2 separate regions of the Mus musculus genome follow, and region 1 is linked to region 2. Evidence: chromatin contacts called from public targeted proximity ligation data. All regions are on one chromosome and are shown on one strand. The core of a region is the stretch at or near the end of the contact, and the rest is flanking DNA. Distances in the headings are between cores, read along the strand shown.

Region 1 (6,016 bases), core at 1,638-4,137, 350 kb before region 2:
CAAGCTCATTTGGGTCAAAGCCCTCATAAACGTGAGCATCTGCTGAAGTGAGGACAGTGGAAGGTGGGTCCCCCACAGCTGAACTCTGAGGGCACAAGAACACACTCAGCAAGTTATGCCAAAGGAAGATAAGCCACTTCCTCTGCAGTTGCTGGACTGACCCATAGCAATACATTAGCATGAGGCACAGAGCAGCAAATCAATGTGTGAGAGCGAATAGTCACAGACCATAAGAGCTGGGGTAGCTCCAGCAGCAGGGGTCAGAGGTCATACTCATTAGTGGTGTAAGGGTTTAGAGTCCAAGAGGCCATTCAGGTTGGTTCTCGTTCTAAAATATAAGTGTAAATACCACACTGAAGACAAACACCACAGCAAGTAGTACAGTCACTTGACTGAGCAGCATATTTTAGAAATCACCAGATATCCCAAAGCACCAAACATAAATAAAAAGTCCAGGTAGCCTGTGGCTAAGTTTAATAGATACAATCAGAGCCAAAACAAAGGACCATCTAAAATAAGTGATCTGGGAAAAACCGAAACATCCCCGTGTGTAAGAAATTCTTGTATAGAGTAGGACAAGCCATTTAAGATAACAGACACTCATTTACTTCCAAACCACTGCTGATTTAAAATAATCTCAAGCCAGCTTTCTGGGAACAGAACAGTATTCCACCTGGGAGTTCTGCAAGACTGCGCGGTGTGTCAGTGCTACGTCACAAGGCTTCTAGTCTAGGAATCTGGATTCACCAACTTTAAAGGCATGTCCATATCAAATCACAGGGTGTAAGTTCTTACTTGGCATAAATTCATCCAAGGATTATTAAAGGCGAGGACCATCTACCTAAGATTTTTAGTCAGAAGTGGTATACAGTAAGAAAAAAAAAAACTGTTAAAATTTCTTGTTTCTCCTGTGTTCGTGGTTAAACCCAGGGCTTTGTATACATGGGGCAAGCATCCTGCCAATCCCTACACTTCCAGATCTGTCCTTGCTTTGACTTTAGAGATTGGGTCTCACCACAGAGCCGATTTCTCCTGGGATTCACCATTTACCCAGGCTGCTGTCTAATATTTGATGCTTCTGCTTCCACTTCCCTGCTTCTGGGAATGCAGGCAGGGAGTGCCTTGTATATCCAAAACATACATACACCCATAACACACACACACAACACACACGCGCGCACGCACACACTAACTTCATTCTTGATTTTTTTTCATTTCAAATACAACACAGAAAGAGTTCAATAGATAACTATGTTGAGGTTGTAAGGGTAAGAAGGCAAACTGAGCCTACTTTCAATTAAGCAACGGGAAGAACATTAAATTAAGGTCAGGGAGAGTTCTCTATGCAGTCTGGTTGGCTCTAACTCCTTCCAAGTTAGCTGCTTGGGTACTTGGGCTAAGTCTGAGACCATGACAGACTGTGTTACATGGTCCTTCCATTAGTAACAGCTCAGAGCATTAACTGCTTAAGTCTCAAACATATGCTTTTCTTCATTATGTTGTTTCCCATAGCCTGAATTCAACTTAGTTATCACTGGGCATTTAAGTTTTACTTAAAGTTTAATTAGAGAAATAACCAGATGACAAAGCAACCTCAACTCGTCAAGGCTTTCCTAAAGAACAGCTTTCTCTCTCGCTCTGGCTGTCCTAGAACTCACTCTGTAGACCAGGCTGGCCTTGAACTCTGAAATCCGCCTGCCTCTGCCTCCCAAGTATTGGGGTTAAAGGCGTGCGCCACCACTGCCCAGCAAGAACAGCTTTATTCCAGAGGCTCTGAGTGTAAGAAAAGCATCTGAATTGGTTCTGAGATATGACTCAAATCACCTTAGACAATAATTAAAAATTATTTTAAAATCAGTAAGTTCAAAGTCAAGGGTCCACTTATAACTAAGAATGCCAGAACGCTCTTCTTCACTTATAAACAAGACACAGCAGCAGTATGGAACTGATTTCTACTTCGTTGTTCAAATCTATTGGTAAACTATCAGATATACCTTTGTTCAACGACATCTATGGAAACATGTATGTCAAAAGGGGAACATCCCCTTCGAAGGGTTAATATAGTCCTTAAACATCTGTTCACATTTACATTTGCCTGCCCTTTCATGAGACTTACTCAAATTTCTGTTTGGGGGCATTTTAAAAAATATCACTTTCTCTTCTAAATTACACTGGAACAACAAAAGTGTGTGTGAGTGTGTGTTGGGGGATGGGGTAAGGATCTTCAATTATGGGCAGTTGTTCCGTGAGTTGTGGGGTTTCTCGTGTATACACTGTGTGCTGGCCATTATCACCCCCTAGTCTTCTCTCACTCCCTCTAAACCTTTCTTCTTCCCAACAATTTCTCTTCTTGCTTTCATCTTTTTGTTTGCATTGTTTTTTGTGACCCTCTGAGTTTTACTATTTTGAATTTTTTTGATCAGCTTATATTATAATCACCATTCCAAATACTTCAAACCAAATATACAAGAGTATATGATCGAATCTTTATCAGCAGTCATTAAAAGTATGCTCACAGTTTTGATAAAGGCTCTGACTTTTTGAAGGGGGATATTTATTCTGGCTCATGTTCAGAGGGCTTAGTCACATTCACCCTCCTGACAAGGTAAATGGACAGAGCACTGTGTAGCAGGAGGAACCTGGCTGGGTAGAGCTGTTCACTTCACGGCCCATCAGGAAGAGAGAGAAAAGAGAAATCAGTTAACTCCTATAAGGAAGCAATCAGAGTTCATTTTCAGGAACACGCTGCCACTGCTCCAAGCACTAAAACTGAATAGGTCCATCAAGTTGTAAGCCAACTCCTGGTTCACGTTCATGCAGGCCCAACCAAGCACCTCACGAAAGCGCCACCTGCCCAGCTTCTGCCTGGACTGTATCCCAAGGCGCAGAGAGTGCGCCTGGAGGTCACGGTCAACCTTTGCTGAGTCAGCACTCCAGAGCCAAGTTAGGATGAAGTGCGAATGAAGTGATGCAACTGGGAATCAGTGTGCCTGTGTCCTCAATCTCTCCCTCCCCTCTCCCTCCTTCTCCCCGCCCCCACCACACCCTCTCACACACATCCACACAAATAACATCAGAAGGGCTTGTTAGAAAGAAGGGGGGTTCAGTGGGAAGGGGACAGAACCAGAAAGGGTGATAGATAATTATGCTGAAGCGAGATCATGCGCATGTGTGAAATGTACTAAGCTTGCCTGTGTGAGCATAGGCACAGGCAGCATCCAATGGCCACACCACTGAAGAATGACCCCACCCCTTCCTCGCCCCAGCACGCACTAGCTGACTACAGCCCCTCAGCTGCAGTGGAGTCTCATGCTCTACCTTATGTCTGACTTGGGATCTCTCCTGAATCAGCAGCTGAGCAGCTGGGCTATGCAGCTGGCCAGTGAGCCCTAGGGCTCTCTTTCTGCCTTTCTCTGAGTCCCGGTGTAGGGCTTACAGAAGTGTGCTGTCACATCCTGGTTTTGCATGGGTGCTGGGGATTCAAATTCAGATCTTCATGGCTCACACAGTGAACACTTTACGCACTGAGCCACCTCCTTAGTTCCTAAATCAGACCTGAGAGAGAATAAGTCCAGTGTATCAAATGAATTACCTAACGTTACCCAGGAAGAAGGTGGCTTTGTAAATTGCATCCTTTATTATATAAATAAACGAGAAGATTTTATTGTCTTCAATTCAAACCAAATTTAATCTGAAGACTAAAATTACACCAAGAAATGAAACTATGTAAATGTTCAAAGTAGGTAAATGCCTTAAGCAATTCAAAATGCTCAGTAAGAAGACCCAATAATTGCATGTTTTCCCTTAAGCATACACAGCTACATCTTTCTAAGCTCTTAATTTATGTTTCACACGCAACTGGCGTTACACAAACTATGCTTTCAAACATGATCTAGGACTATCAGATGGCACTTCGGACAAATTTCACAATGTGCACACTTACGTAAGAGCACATACAAATGGTTGGAACTGCCAGAGCAATGAGACGCTTTGAGAAGAAAATTACAAAAAGTAAATTTTGTTTACAAGTCTTCAATATTTGACTGCAGTAGATCTCTGGAGAAGTACACATTTGGCAATGTAAGCCTGGAATGAAAATGACACAAATGTCCTTTTTATGTAAAAATATGTAGAAATTAAGCTCACAAGATAGAAGAACAGGGATAAAGCTCTATTGTCCTCCCTACTAGCATTAGGAAGCTAGAATTATATGAAACAGTAGTTTTCAGTCAGACAACAGAGTAAGAGAGAAGGCAAACGGGTTGAACCCAGCAGCTGTCCAGGCTGACTGTTTAGCGTCTGCAGGCTGTGGTGGAGGGTGGAGGGTGGAGGGCAGAGGCCATGGCAGCCCTGAGGTGAGTGAGGTCCAGGGAGGGAACACTGGCAGGAACTCATGGAACAGATATACTTCGGGACAGGGAGCTCTGGAGTCCAGAGGGGCCGCTCTCAACGTCAGCCATTATGTTACACATAGACTCACACATGGGAACCCAGGAGGAAGGCATCGGCAAAATACACTTCCAAGGCTAACAAGCCAAACTGGTGAACGCTCAGATGCACGGGGAAGAGAGGACTCCTGGTCAGACAGATCAGCAAAAGACAAAGAAGAGGGCCGGGAGACGGCACAGAGTTCAGCTCCTTGCTCTTGCAGGGGATCTGGGTTCTGTTCCCTAGATCCATGCTGAATAGCTCACAAATGCATATAACTCCAGCTTCAAGGGATCTGACACCCTCTTCTGCCATGTGCAGGAACACACACACACACACACACACACACACACACACACACGTAAAAATAAAATAAACCTTAAAAAGAGACGGAGAGCTAATGACTTAGGCACACAGGTGAGATCGAGCCAGCTGTACTACTTCTATGCTGAGATAGATGACTTTATGTTAACTGTAGTTCAATGCAGCTGTAAGCACAACACGAGGAGTGGACACATTGAAGCTTGGTAAGAGCACCTCTTTGGTCTTTGATTACCCACAAAGACATCTCTTCCCGTAAAGACTTGCATGTGACCTCATCATTCCAACTCACCCCCTGAGTATTTTGGGTTTTACATACAGATGCTCTTACTGGAGTGCCCTCCCATCTGGAACCTGGGTTCTTGCAGACAATTTGAAGGTATGCATCTTTGCATAATCTCTATTGCACGCAAACGAACACCCTTAGTGCTCAAAAATAGCATGAGGACTGCTCTGTACTCATGAGACCTGTGGTTCTGTGGGTACGCTTCACTTGCCAGTGTTCTGAGAAGAGGGGTACCTGAACCTTACAGCAACACAAATTTAAAAAAAAAAAAAAGGGAGCATTTTAAATTAACATCTAGAACACACATTACGTGCGCTTGTTTTTCTCTGGTCTAGGAAAGGTGCCCACGATTTATTCCACTATATTATCCAAGTCAAACCATCAAACCAAGGAGTCACTGACTGGGTATGCACTTGTTGTGAGACACTGGTAAGAGGCAAGTGTGTACAAACTCAGGTATATCTGCACACAATGCCTTTGGTACTCAACCTCCCCCTATGTTTTAAGTTTGTTGAGAAACACTGAATATGGTTCTAAAATCAAGAGAGATCTACCATACTACTCACTTCACCGAAGGCCAGTTAGCCTTTTCTAGTTACCCTGACCTTGAATTATTCACTTGTCTAATTAATCACAGGATTCTAATCATCCGTAGACTTTGGTCTCAATCACTGTAAGTATTATCTTTACTAGGGTGTGAACGATCAGAACTTTCTTCTTGGTCACTTTTGACAGCATTGCCAACATCTCCCACTATGCCCAGGTCACTGCCGTGCCACAAGGACTTGCTGAGCTGAAATGAGCTGAGTCCAGTGACTCAGTGGTTCCCAACCCGAGGGGCCAGCGAGCCTTTCACAGGGGCCACCTAAGAACATCAGAAAACGCAGATATTCACACTACAATTTACAGCAGTAGCAAAATTACAGCTATAAAGGATCAAGAAAATAATTTTAGGGTTGGGAGTCACCACAACACGGGGAA
Region 2 (5,733 bases), core at 2,138-4,637:
TTAAACAAGTTTGCCAGCTTCCCTCACGTTCTATGATGGAAGTATGTTAGATGAAAAGAGAATCAGTGGTGTCTGCTGACCAGTGACTAGAGCCCATTGAGTTATTCTTATTAAGTACTCTCCCGGAGAGCCATCCACTGCTCTTAACTTTACACATGTTCAGATCCAGTTTAATGATCTGTTACCCGAGGAAGATGGGAAACCAGGGAATGGGCAACGCTTGCCCTTCCACGTTCATTATCCACATTGAGCCTCTTTGCGTTTTGAAGGAACTGATCTGGAAGTCTCATGGTCCTGACCTTTTCTTTTGCTCCCACAGAAGGAAGAATTCTGTTCAGAAATGAGGCGAACGAATGTTTGGACACCGTTGCATGAAGTGTTTTAAAACTGCCCTGACCATCTTGCCAAATGAGTCTCTGCTCATGAGGCCCAACAAGATGAACCAGCCAAGGAGGGATAGTGTCCTGCCCTGTACGAACAGTGACTGCTGACGTCTGAGAGCAAGCTGGGGGTACTGAATGTTGTCTGCCAGGACCATGAAGGAAGTGGTTTACTGGTCACCCAAGAAGGTGGCAGACTGGCTGCTGGAGAATGCTATGCCAGAATACTGTGAGCCTCTGGAGCACTTCACAGGCCAGGACTTAATCAACCTAACCCAAGAGGATTTCAAAAAACCCCCACTGTACCGAGTCTCCTCTGACAATGGGCAGCGACTCTTAGACATGATAGAGACCCTGAAGATGGAGCACCATATGGAAGCACACAAGAATGGCCACGCCAACGGACACCTCAGCATTGGCGTTGACATTCCCAACCCCGATGGCAGCTTCAGCATCAAGACTAAACCCAACGGAATGCCAAATGGGTTTAGGAAAGAGATGATCAAGATCCCCATGCCAGAACCGGAGCGCTCCCAGTATCCCATGGAGTGGGGCAAGACTTTCCTGGCCTTTCTTTATGCACTTTCCTGTTTTGTTCTCACTACAGTGATGATCTCGGTCGTCCATGAACGAGTACCTCCTAAGGAGGTGCAGCCTCCACTACCGGACACGTTTTTTGACCATTTTAACCGGGTGCAGTGGGCGTTTTCTATTTGCGAAATTAACGGCATGATCCTTGTAGGACTCTGGCTATTTCAGTGGCTGCTCTTAAAATACAAGTAAGTAGAGTAAACACTCTTGAGATCCAGCCATGAAGGGGTTTGCACACAGGGATCCAGTTATTGGAAATGAAATTTACCAAGTGTTGAAATCAAAGCTTAGGAATTCCCTTTCCTTTCCATTCTGAAGCCACACACCCATGGAACTAATTGAAGCTCCTACAGCTTTGAGAGGATGATGTATTTGTTGCCTGTTCGCTACAAGATTGCTCCAGAATTAAGACCATGAGCAATGCTAGTCTATTTTCAAGCAGTAGGAAAGAAAACACTTAGACATCTTCAGAGAGCTGAGGCTGTTGAGTAACAGAGGGGGAAACACCTACCTAGTCTTGAATGGTGTTTACTCAGGTGAATTGTTGCCAACCTCCCACCCCTGTCAGACCTAGAACCTCATCACTAAGTATTCACAGTTTTTGACATGTTTTAGACAGATATTCTACAATGACTTTGCTTGGGAAAAATTTGATTATCTCATTTAATTTAAGCAGGAAGCATGGTGCAGAATCTATTTGATTCCATCTTACAGGATGTGTGGATAAGTACCTGTATTCACTTTTAGTTGGTTCCACTGTGATTTTCACGTCCCAAGCTCTAAACACAACGGGGACCGCCCAAAGGGAGCTGTTTACTTAGGAACACCTCGTCCCTTCCTTTAATTAACTGCGCTTGTTCATGCTGTCTGGTTGTCTTCCGAGTGGACCACCTTGTGGCATTCCTGGATGGTGTTGGGAATTACAGTTTCTCCCTACCCACTGGATGTAGGAGCATCAGTAGGAGGTACTAGCCACGGCCCAAGCTTGCTGCTCTTGTGCCTTGGACAGTGTCACCAAATCCACAGAGTGAAAAAGGCTATCCCTGGGACTGAGGCACTCATCCCTGGAACTGCCACTCTCTGTGTCACTCTGTGTGTCTGCTACTGATGATGGGGACACTGAGTTTCTCTGTAGTAGACTGAGTTGCCTGAGCCCAAGTATGGCTGGCTATTAAAAGGAGTCATATTCCATCAAGAAAACAAAATGCAGGTGGAGTGTTCCTGTTGAACTTTTCTGAGTGGTTTCCTGGTGTTGGATAAAGTCTCTCAGCTTATGAAGTCATGTGTCTTCAAGCAGAAGGAGTAGGCCCCTGCTGGCTTTGCCAGGGGACCCTCGTCCCTGTGAGAAGTCACTGACATAGCAGCCACGGGTTTACTTGGATCTAGCTTGACAATTTTATAAGTGAAGTAGAAGTTTGAATAGAATTGATGGGCTATGCTACCGTGGAGGTGTTGGAGAAAAAAAAGGAAAAAAAAAAGTTTTGCTGTTGTTGTTGCTGCTGCTGCTTCTTCTGCTACTTTGGTTTTAAGAGAAGCTGGTTTCAGAGAGAGTGATGTTCAGAATTCCTGACATGCATGCTGTTGTTGACTGACACATTTTAGTCCTGTTTTTCCCTTAGGAACATTTTAACATTTCCCCTTTGCCCCGTTAAAGGTCCATTGAAAATATTTCCCACGCTCCTCAAATTATGCTACCTATTTTTTTTTTCCCTTAAAATTTGCTTTATTTTTTGTGAGTTTACTTTCTGGGTTTTCCATCAAAATTTGTACACACAGGCAATTTTACTGCCCCAGAACATAACTCGGTCAGTCAGACTGAGTCCTTCACAGAACTGCGGTGTTTTATCATTTCAGTCTTGCTCTGAGGAAACGTTCAAATCACAGGAAGAGTTCATTTAAAGGTTTTCTTTTTCTAGCAGGGAAATTTTTCACAAAATTGAACTTTCTAACTCTAAACTCTTTAAACTTTCTAATTCGGTATTCTCCTGGTACTTATGGCCAACACCGCGATCATTTATTTACTTATTTATTCAGATTCTCCAGCAGCAGTAAACCAGCTGGGATGTGTTCCGCAAAGCTAACTCAGAGCAGGCCTGGGTCCTTGCTGTGGCTGTGGCTTTTCATTCGAGGGGCCTTAGATGAGCCCTTTCATCTCAGGAGCCTAAGCCTGTCCAGCAAACAGCAGCTTCCCAGGCAAGGCTTCTGCTGCCCTAGAAAACGTTTGAAACTGGCCCTGACTTTGCTGGGTAAGGCACTGTGATGGAATTTGAGTTTATGTATCCTGTTTAGGCCTCTGTAAGGCCCTCACTTCAGCTTTTTCCTTTGGAAGCAGATTGTCGCCCTAAGTGTCCCCAACCATGACTGTGTCCTCTGTCCTCTCCCAGTACTGGTATGTTGCACTCCAGGCATGGGTGGGGCCGGGCAGGGCGGGGCACTGATAGTGTAGGAAGTATAAGGGGAGGAGTATCTTCCCTGGCTCTTATCAGAAAGACAAAACCTTTTGTACTATGACGTTGATACGACAACCCAACACCTACTCGTTTCTAGTTAACTGGCTATGTGACACTTTTTTTCTCTGAACCATTTTGGAAACATGGGTGTTCTCCTTAACTTTCCTTGTGTTTGACTCCTATGAGTTTGGCCCCTCTCTCTGGAGTCCACCAGCCATGAGCCATTTAACTCAGCCCCTCAGAATCAGAGCTGTTTGGCTGGTATTAAGTTCCCAATAAAGCCCAAATTCCCCCCAGATGATTCTGACTTTAAGAATCCCAGAGTCCGTTTCATGCCAGCCTGTTCCTTCTTCCTTCGGACTTTCTATCTTTGGAGAAAAGACAAAGTTGTCAGGAATAATGTACTAATTGGAAAATGAGACCGCTGGTATAATGGCCGATATCCACCAGCACCAAGCCCTTTAGAACCAGGCTTTCAGGGCTCTGGATACCTCGATTCTGAATCTGTGACATTCAGCTCTGTCTTATATTGTATACAGTTGTCCTTCACTGTGAAAGTAGGTTCTGAAGTTTTTGGTTTTTAAAATTGTAAATAATGTTGTCTCCCCATTTAGAATTGGACTTTCAAGCCACTGACTAGGAAAAATTCCCGGGAAATCTCTGCCTTTGTGTCAGACTTCACTGCAAACCAGGTACCCCTTGTTTTAAGAAAGCACCATGACGAGCATTCTGAGCTTGCAGACTGTAGAGCCGAGGCCTGGGACTCTGTGTATGGCTCTCCGCTAACACGGAGGCTCCTGCATGTTCCCTGCGGCCCCACTCTGTGAGGACATTGCCAACCCTTGACAGAGAAGGTGGCGCTGTAGTGTTCAAGTCAGGTTTCCTTACTAGGCTGAGTGTGTAATCTGGGTGCCTCAGACTCTCCTCGACCAAAACCAGATCTGTGAGCTAAGTTTCCTAACGTGGTCTCCGTCTCCACCAGCGTCCCTCAGCCCCATCTCTAGAAACACAGATCAAACTCATTTAGCATTGTCCAGATGACTTCCGTCAGTTCTGTTTGTAGGCATGTCTCTCTTTTCACTTCTAACTGGGGATCCACACTGTGGAATCAGATGAAGCTCAAGGCTCTCCACAATAGAATTTAAGTCTGACCTTAACGCCGTTCCTCCAAGTCTCTGTAAACACCTGAAGCTCACATCACTTTCCATTCTGTCAATTTTATATCTCTCTCCTTTTGAATTTTCTTAAAGGAGAAAAGGACACAATGTCCCTTACTCACTCTTGTATCCCAATGCCTGTGACAGAGCGTGACACACGTAAACATAAACGTAAAATGTGTTCATTTTAACTCCATCCCTTCATTCAACTTGAAGTCAGTGAGCAACCTACTGTCCTCGAGCTGTGCTGGGCCCCGGGAGCACTGAGCAAGTAGAGAGCTCTAGTGAGGTGATGTGTCCGTGCAGAGTGAGGCAGGCAGGCACCAGCTGAGGCTATGACAATAGCCAGTGTAAGGGACCTAGGAAAGGGGAGTCAGCATGAGGGCTCAGAGGGTTGGAAATAGGGCTAAAGTGATATTTTCAGATTGGGTAATTATGAAAGGCCACTGGTGAGAGAGGAGTTTAGTAGACACTTGAGTCAAATGAAAGACAATTCCAAGTAGGTATTTGGGAAAGAGTGTTCTAGATAGAAACCATAGCAAGTGTATGAGGCTGGGGTTTATTTCTCTGACTCAATTAAGTATTTGTAATGGCCCAGGAAGCTGGGGAGAGTTGTGACGTAAGACTCTAGTGAATTATGGGCAGGGCCTCAAATGGAACCAGTAGCCACTGGTGTGTAATGCTATAAACACACTTACACTTTGGAAGAATTATGTAGGTCAGCAGAATGAAATGATCAGGTAGGGCACTTACTACCAAGCCTAAACCTGGAATTTGGATCTCAGAACCCATATGGTGGAAGGAGAGTAGTGAATCCCATGAGTTATCCTATGACCTACACACACACACACACACACACACACATACATACACACACATACACATACACATACATACATACTTGCATACGTACATACACACACACACACACATACATACACACATACATACATACATACTTGCATACACACACATACAAATAACATGCTAAAAAATTTTTTTAAATTATATGGTTACTTTGTAGATAATAGGATAGAACAAGTTAAGTCCAGAGAATTGTTTGAGACACCAGTTGCCATAGTGGAAAAAGCTGGTTTGTTACATTGTTTCTCATACAAAGCTTTGGATCTGCTCATGAAACCCTGGTTTTTATAT

Evidence for each region.
Region 1: a contact with region 2 is called in a targeted proximity ligation map of embryonic stem cells, with 4 times the contacts expected there. A contact is called at or near these places in 3 of 484 Hi-C or Micro-C datasets (bone marrow-derived macrophages, female germline stem cells and uterus), 1 of 130 datasets of targeted methods (embryonic stem cells) and 1 of 9 other capture datasets (adipose tissue).

Annotation. Positions count from the first base shown.
Region 1 is chr19:32,504,627-32,510,642 of GRCm38.p6, reverse strand. All of the region lies in intron 4 of Minpp1 (multiple inositol polyphosphate histidine phosphatase 1), which reads right to left. Among named protein-coding and RNA genes, the nearest start is that of Minpp1, 22 kb to the right of the region's middle.
Region 2 is chr19:32,154,950-32,160,682 of GRCm38.p6, reverse strand. Sgms1 (sphingomyelin synthase 1) reads left to right here. Exons shown (of 10, transcript NM_144792.5): 6 at 320-1,159. The coding sequence starts at 519. Among named protein-coding and RNA genes, the nearest start is that of Asah2, 55 kb to the right of the region's middle.